2 separate regions of the Zea mays genome follow, and region 1 is linked to region 2. The links are chromatin contacts, called in public Hi-C maps. All regions are on one chromosome and are shown on one strand. The core of a region is the stretch at or near the end of the contact, and the rest is flanking DNA. Distances in the headings are between cores, read along the strand shown. Region 1 holds the start of LOC100382494 (F-box/LRR-repeat protein). Region 2 holds the start of LOC100284575 (hevamine-A).

Region 1 (4,021 bases), core at 1,414-3,913, 220 kb after region 2:
GTTGTTGTTAAGAGTCAAACGGTGGTTTGTGTTCACAACTGAAACCATTGGATTTTGTTTTTGACATCCTGAAGGAGGAATTAACCGAGAGCTTGCTGCCGCAAAAAAGGTTGCTTTGCTACTTCTATGAATCTTCAGACTTAAGTTCATACAAGTTCAAAAATAAGGACTTAAGTTCATACCACATCTTTTTCTGGACGTGCACTGGCAATTCTGGCAGATTTCTCACATCTGAGATCGAGAGAAGAAAGCATTTTCAAGGTTGTTCCAACCCTCAGGAGAAGGGTGACAAAATACATTTCTATAATCACATTTTGTTATTTTCCTTATAAAAGTGTTAGTATGGTTTTTTTGATATGCCACGAGTCGTTATTAATATTGTTGACCAGACGTATTGATGTTTTTTTCTCTTGTAGGAGAATAGCTGATCTGTTGATGTGCTTGGCCTTAAGACTGCTTTTGCAACCTTCATGGGTAAGGCAAGTAAACCTTCCTCCTTTGCCTCTCTGATGCTATGTGTTATGTAATAATGGCATAACCCCATCGGTCGCTTAGTAAGCTATCTTGTCTGTTATTAACTTACATTAAAATTCTACCACAGATTCCCATCAACAAGAAAAACAAGAAAGATAGCTACTAGGAGAAGCTTTAATACGCTCGATACCTGACATGATGAGTTCCTCAATCAAGTAAGCCACATCTCCCACGAGCATGTATCTTTCTGGATGTCTGGTTACAATAGCAGCTACTCATGTGGTTGAGAATAAAATACAAAAGATAAAGATAAATATTCAGATGATCGTCAGTATAGTCTCATCCACGACAAGTTCATTATGATTTACATAGACTTCATTTTTACACCCAAAATCAAAAGAAAATAAAAGAAAACCGGCATAACCTTGTCTACGTTTCGGTTTCGTTGTTAAGTGCAGTGCATGCATGTTGCATGATCTGAGTACTCTAACGCTAACCGAAGGATTCACCATCTTGTCCCCCTTTCAGGTTGGCCCATCGGATCCTCAGCGCTTTTCGTTCATTTTGGTCGGGAACAAGATTGATTCAGATGGCGGGAGCAAACAGATGGTCAATTTTCCTGAATGCGCAAGCTTTCTCATATATATAGATTCGAAATACCCTGCAGTCTCTTTGCCTTTCCCGTAGGTTCTGGAGAAGAAAGCGAGGGAATGGTGCGCCTCCAAGGGCGATATTCCATACTTCGAGACCTCTGCGAAGGAGGACCACAACGTCGACACTGCTTTCCTATGCATCGCTAGGCTCGCCTTGGAGCATGAGCATGACCAAGACATGTAAGTAAAAGCATCTTCTGTTTCTTGTTCGGGTACAAAGTTCAGTCCATGTCATTTTTTTGGATTATGGTCTTGTTGAAGTTCTACCAAAACGCATTTACTGGTTTTTTATTGGGAAAAAATAGCAAAGAAGAACCTTTTTTATAACAAAAAGGGAGCAAAAAAGATGCTAGGAGGGTTCAGGTCATCCTGTGTCCGTGCAGGTTGCCAAATCCTGGCGACTCCCAGATTGATTTGCAGTTCTAATCATAGATACGCGTTTGATATTTGTCCGTTTTGTGTGCCCCCAGTTACTTCAAGACAGTTGCGGAACAAGTCCCGGACACTGAACAGACAAGCAGATGTGCTTGCTAGGAGCCAACCATTTCCTGGAAGGCTGTAACTACGTGAATGTTACTGAAGGACTGGCCCCCGATATGTTCCCTCGCAGTTTTTCTTTTGAGCTCCAGTAACTTTATTACTGTTCTGTGTTGCTCTCACTGGATTTTAGCACTTCTGTAAGTTGTCATCTTTTAAAGTTAAGAATTTTTACATAAGTCTTACACATCAAACAAATCCACCATATACATTAAGATGCAATGCTTATCGACCACTCAAGTAATATGCTCTTGTAACCTAAATTAATCAAAATTGTGCAATGATTAGCAACCGACTTGTACTAAGGTAGAAAAATAACAAGTAGAAATTTATAATACATAATATCATGTATTGCATCTGAGTACAAGCACGTGTAGGTCCACCAAATAGGTTTGATACAAGGAAACAAAATGAAGAACTTTAAAAGACGATAACAAAAAGATAAAATGAAAATTAGATTCTTTAATTTTAATATATCTTATCATAACATGTTCATTCTGTAGCAACGCACGAGCATTCACCTAGTCAAATATTAAATATGCAATGTAGGTATGTAGCCATGCAATAATGTAAATATTAAGCACATGACACATCTAAATATGTCCATATCACAGATCACAACTACGAGAAAACAAGACTATTAGAGATGAGACGACACCAACGACTAGATAAATTTGTATTGTGGCTTAGCTCGTTTGGCTCGCAAGCTAACCCGAGCTGGCTCATTAGAAAATCGAGCTAGAATACTAGCTTGACTCGCTACAAAATTAAAACGAGCCAAGTCGAACCGAGCTACTAACAAGCCGAGTCAAGCGAGTTATCGAGCCATGAGTATTTCGTCTTGCCCTAAGGAGAGAGAGAAAAAACGCTGACGTCCAGCAAAAATACATTTTTAAAACGCCATAGTCACGGATTCGGTTGAACTCCGAACCATGAAAGTGCAAGCCCAATCCGCTCCTCCCACGGCCCACGTCTCGTCAGTTTTTTCCTTTTTCCCGTGGCCCGTGGGTGTGCGTCCTAGGTGTGCGGCGGGCGGTGCGCCGTGCGCCTCCTCTCCTCGCCGCGACGCTGCCGTGTTCGCGATTCAGCGCCGTGCTCGACGCCCCTCCTCTCCTCAGAAGTCAGCGCCGCATCTCCGGTTGCAGAGACTTGCGCTGCCACATCTCCGCTTTTCGTCCTTCAGTTGCTCGACGCCCCTCCTCCCCTCAGAAGTCAGCGCAGCGTCTCCACTCTCCACGCCGGCGCGTCGGCGACGCGGGTCCTTCGAATAAGACGGTTTGTTCTCGCATCGGGCGTCAGCCGGATTCGAGGGACATAGATGATGGAAGTCGATCTTGGGTGCCACCACGTCGAAGCGGCTTGTGCTGTGTAGATCCGGCGAAAGCGCGCAGGCAAAGCCCGGGTCTGCGTCGTCATTGGCCTCATGATCTTCGTATTGCCATCGCGCTAAAGGTTGGCTGATTGGCTCCTTCTTTCTCGGCCCCACCTCTCTCTCATTTATCGTGTTTGAAATTGCACGTCATCTTCGAATTGAAGAATTATATGTTTAATTATCTAGATTCCATCTTCCTGTGATCCCTTTTTGCGTCCCAACCGAAGAACTGCGTAATATGGTTTTCAGTGCTACGTCTAAGCGACCTGATCTTAATCTAGATTTGGTCGAGAGGTATTTTTATTGGGAAATCGCTAAACGATGGCCAACTATGCTTTTGCTTGTGTCAGTTATTTCAAATTTGCTGATCACAGTGCTAGGACATTTACCTAGGCCTGAACTTTGACATAGTCTTTAGAGACTACAGATTGATATTACTAAATAGGAGTAATTGGCAGTACATGCTAATTATCAGTGCCGTTCTGCAGGGAACGAAGGCGACGAGGTCTTAAACTTTGATTGATATATGCGGATATGAAAATGCATGCAACTACATGCTAGAAGTCTGTCTTGGTTGTGTTGGAGAAAAATTCTTTGTTACGTTTTTGTTGATAGCGTTGAGTGCCAAAAATGGAGCTTCTCCCTGTTGAAGTCGTTGGCAACATTCTTTCCCATCTTGGTGTTGCGCGTGATGTTATGATTGCCTCTGCGGTATGCCGCAAGTGGCGAGATGCATGCAGGAGGCATCTCCGTTTGCTGTCCTTCAACTCCAATGACTTTCCACGGGACATGACTACACGTCAGTTGGAGATTGTCATCACACAGACTATATTTCAGACTATGGGGCTGCAACGCCTTTCGATTCACATTGATAACACCCATGAGTTCTCTGCAGCACCAGTGATTGCATGGCTCATGTATACCAGGGAGACCCTCCGAAGCCTGTCTTACAATGTCAGGACAATACCCAATGTAAGCATTCTTG
Region 2 (4,165 bases), core at 1,386-3,885:
TATCGTCTATCGACCAAACGATGGATGTCTCCACGCCCACGTCAGCCGGTCAACCCAAAGCTACTGATTGGAAGGCACATGCGAGATGCGACCCTCAGTCGCGCGACTGGCAAGCGGGGGCCCCCCGGGTAAAATCTGGCTGCCTGAAATCCTGATCGAACCAGCGCTGCCGCTGTTCATGTGCAGATGTCTGGGGGGAAGGTCACCGCCGGCCGATCCGCAGTAGCCAGGAGCGGCGATACGATTTTAGAGGGATGCATGCATGCACATGGCGGATTCAGACGGCAGAGCTTTCGCCGGCTTCTCACATGGCGTCGTTTTGTTTGACTCGTTTTGATGCGAGAAGTCGGCTGTCTCCCTCCCCATCCCCTGGTGTGGGAAGCAATCATATTCATATTCTTATCGGGAACAGCAGGTCTGACCACCGATCGGGGCCCAGGCGTGCTGATTTCGGAGTCAATCATGTGGTTGTCGTCGTTATCACACAGTAAGGTTATTTACCCATTATCTTGTATATAGCGTGCCGGCATGGCTTATTTATAGCCCGCCAAACGATGGTGATGGCTTACTGAAACTGGCCTTCTGCTGCATAGATTCTACCTAGTCTGAAACCGAATCCCGCAGGCAACGTAAAGAGGAGTACATCACACAAGTCTTCCTTTCGTTTCTCAATATTTTGCTGTCCATTTTCTTTTTTTTTTCAAGGTAATACTAGTACTAATACAGGGAGTATGACACAGCGGCGGGGGTAGTTTTATTTTAGGAACAATTGGATTTATACCATTAAAAGATCCAAACTTTAGATATATACCATGGACCCTACATGTCATTGACTCATGTGGACCCACATGTAAGTGAGATAGTAATGGTATGGATCCAAAGTGGTGATCTTTTAATGGTATGGATCCAAATTTCCCTTTATTTTATGGGCAAAATGCAGTTATAGGCTTATAGCAGAGTGAGACCAGATAGGCTGCGCAATGTAGGTGTAGTAATGGCCGTCCAAGTCTTGCTGGGCCGGACCATGTCGTCCTCTCGTTGATTTTCAACTTATCAAGCCCACACAGCCCAGTCTGGCCATCAATTTACGGAAGCAACCTCTATTTATCGGTAGACAGACAGTATACGAGTATCAAACAGACAAACACACAAGGAACAATTCTGAACTTCGTTTTGTGCCATCTATCTCTGAACTGTCTGTGTGTGTGTGTGTGTGTCGGAATAGTCCCTGTCTATAGCAGCAGCAGCAACAATCTAGTGTACTTTAAGGCACAAATGTTCTGAATCTGAAAAAAAGGTGATCATCCGAAACGAACTGAAGTTTGCAAAGTAGTAGTAAGAAGCTGTATTTGCGATTTGCTTCTTTCCAGTCTCTTCCTTAGCGAATAGCGACCCAGTATACCCATAGGTATGATAACGCCCCGCACGTGCACGCACATGGAAGCATGTGCCTCCTACAGTCCTACTCCCTCCTGCACGCCCGACATGACACGAGGCTGCCTAGCTCACACGTAGGACTTGACCGCGTCGCTGTACCCCGTGAGCCCGTCGTAGTACCTCGACCAGAGCATGATGCCCCCGTACTTGGTGGAGTTCTTGACCACCGGCAGCACCTGCGCCACGAGGTCGCTCGCCGGCACGAACCCGCTGCCAGCGGCCTGGGGCGCGGCGGGGAGGCCGAGGAACACCCGCCCCGCCCTGATGGACGTCCACTGCGCCCACGCTTGCGCCAGGCTGCCCACGCCGGCGCTCGCGCTGTACTGGCACGGCGGGTTGTTGTAGAACTGCACCCACACGTAGTCGAACAGCCCCGTGGCGAGCGCGGTGCCCAGCGACGCGTCCGGGAACGGGCACTGCGGCGCCGCCGACAGGTACACGGGCCTCCGCGCGCGCCCGCGCCCGCGCCGGGAGTAGGACTTGAGGAACCGGGCCAGGTCGTCCCAGTACATGCCCCCGCCGCTCTCGATGTCGAAGTCGACGCCGTCGAGGACGGCGTCGCCGAGGGGCCTGGACTCGGACCCGCCGCCGCCGAGGTAGTTGTCCCAGAGGTACGCCGCGACGCTCCGGGCGTCGGCCCGGGACGAGAGGCCGTAGCTGCCGACGCCCCCGCCGATGGAGAGCAGGACCTTGACGCCCATGCGCTGGCACGCCTTGACGTCCGCGCCCACGCCCGTGCACCCGCCGCTCGCCGGGTCGCAGTGGCCCGCCAGGTTCAGCGCCGGCGTCTGGCCCCTGCCGAACGTCGGGAGGAAGGCCACGTTGACGAACCTGTAGTTGCCCGTGGCGCAGGTCTGCGCCAGCGTCCCCTCGTTGCCGTTCTGGCCCCAGTAGATGGCGATGCCGCCGCCGGCGCGCGCTGTGGCGGCTACCCCGCCCAGTGCCATCAGCACCGTGGCCATGGCCAGTGCCATTGACGGAAACTGGCTGCTTCTCCTACCCATCTTGTTTCTCGAGCTCTTTGGTATGGCCTTTATATATCGCGCGCGCGCTACGACGATAGTGCGTCCTGCCTGCGTCGTCGGCGGCAGTGTTTGACCGCTGACGCTGTGCGCGAGGGTCGTCGCTATTGACTTTTGATGGAACAGACACAGCGGCCTCCACTGATCGGGCGTCCAAGTGCGACGACCATTCCCTCCTCAGCTCTTCGAGTTTTGTCACGCGTGCCTCTGCTCATAAAGTCAGAATTCACTAAACGCTCAGTGCGCGAGGGCAATGTGCCGCTGGACACTTGGACAGTGCGTTTCCGTTTGACGCGATCATGCATGCGCATCAACCGCACGCCCTCTCCTGCTAATGGCAACCAAGTCGGCCTCGGTGCTACTCTCAGTCAGAGACGACTCAGCTGTTCGCTGAGTCGCTGTCCATTTCCACGGCCAGCCAGGGCCACAAAGCTTGGCTTGGTTTTGATAGCGAGAACAATCACCTTTCCTGCCGTCCTTCGCTGAATCAGACAGCAAAGGGGACGAGCTCATCGGCCCTGTTTGATGAGCAGAGCGACGTCATCAGAGTCACGCATCGTCGTCTTACTCGGTTCTTAAGGCCTTGTTCGTTTCTACCGGATTGGTGGATCGGAACGATTCCTAGCCGGATTGCTTCTCTAATTTATATAAACTTTGATTAGCTGGAACGATTCCGGGTGCAATCCGACGTAAACGAACAAGGCCTAAGCCAAAAAAAAAAAACCGCTCAAATCTGTCGCCCCGATCCAAATGATTAACCAACTAGGGATGGGCCAGCGCGTACGTATAAGACTATCTCCAGCAACATCCTCTAAATTTCATCCTCTAAAGAAATATTCTCTGTCATTTACAGCATACTATAAAAAAGTTCGTTCTCTATATTTTCAGCGTCTCCAACAAAGTCCTCTAAATTTATCCTCTAAAGTCTGTTCTCTACTCTCTCTCTCTTTACATCATTGGTCGACAAAAAATAAAAGATAATAAAAAGGACATACACCAGGTACACTAGCAGCTAAAAGAACCATCTCGCGCAGGATACCGGATCTACAGTGTATCTCCACATTTAGCGGCTGAAGACCACACTCTAAAATTTAGAGACTCGTTTGCAGTCTTTTGCTGGATTGGATAGAGTGCGTTGTATCCTCTAAATTTAAGGTAGAGGGCCCTTTAGAGGACCTGTTGGAGCCAGTCTAACGTATGGAGATTGGAGACTGGTTGAAGAATGAATGGAGTGTTTGGTTTGAGGAATGATATAGTCCATCATCTTCTCACTCCTCACTTTTTTGTTTGATTTGTGGAATAGAATGAGTTAATCCATCACGACCTCATTTCTCATAGTTAGTTGTTTAGTAATAATATGTGGAATAGAGTTATCCCACCAAATTTAAGAAATGGACCCATGATGCACCACTTCAATTTGATAGAGTGATTCATCAAACCAAACACGTCAGAAGAGATTGTAGTGCCCCTGGACGGCTGGACGGCTGGACAAAGGAATAGACACCCGTCCGGACCAGACCAACTGCTCCTTGCCTTCTTTCAGTTCTAGCGTTAACTTGATTCGAAGTTCCAACTTCAACAGCGGCGAAAAAAAAAGGGAAACGGCGGTTCACGTGCTGATGCCACACTAGCAGAGAGCACAGAGCAGGCAGAGCAGATAGAGGCTCCACCGCAATTTGGAATTCTAGTTTTGCATCAAATGGTTG

The links. Hi-C and Micro-C count contacts between places; a contact is called where the count stands out from the background.
Region 1: a contact with region 2 is called in a Hi-C map of leaf, with 7 times the contacts expected there. The contact joins the promoter of LOC100382494 here to the promoter of LOC100284575 in region 2. A contact is called at or near these places in 3 of 25 Hi-C or Micro-C datasets (ear, leaf and tassel).

Annotation. Positions count from the first base shown.
Region 1 is chr3:181,593,268-181,597,288 of Zm-B73-REFERENCE-NAM-5.0, forward strand. LOC100382494 (F-box/LRR-repeat protein) reads left to right here and starts at 2,664. Exons shown (of 2, transcript NM_001175231.1): 1 at 2,664-3,116; 2 at 3,525-4,021. The coding sequence starts at 3,667.
Region 2 is chr3:181,372,219-181,376,383 of Zm-B73-REFERENCE-NAM-5.0, forward strand. It overlaps LOC100284575 (hevamine-A), which reads right to left and starts at 2,636. Exons shown (of 1, transcript NM_001321603.2): 1 at 1,152-2,636. The coding sequence starts at 2,441. The coding sequence ends at 1,506.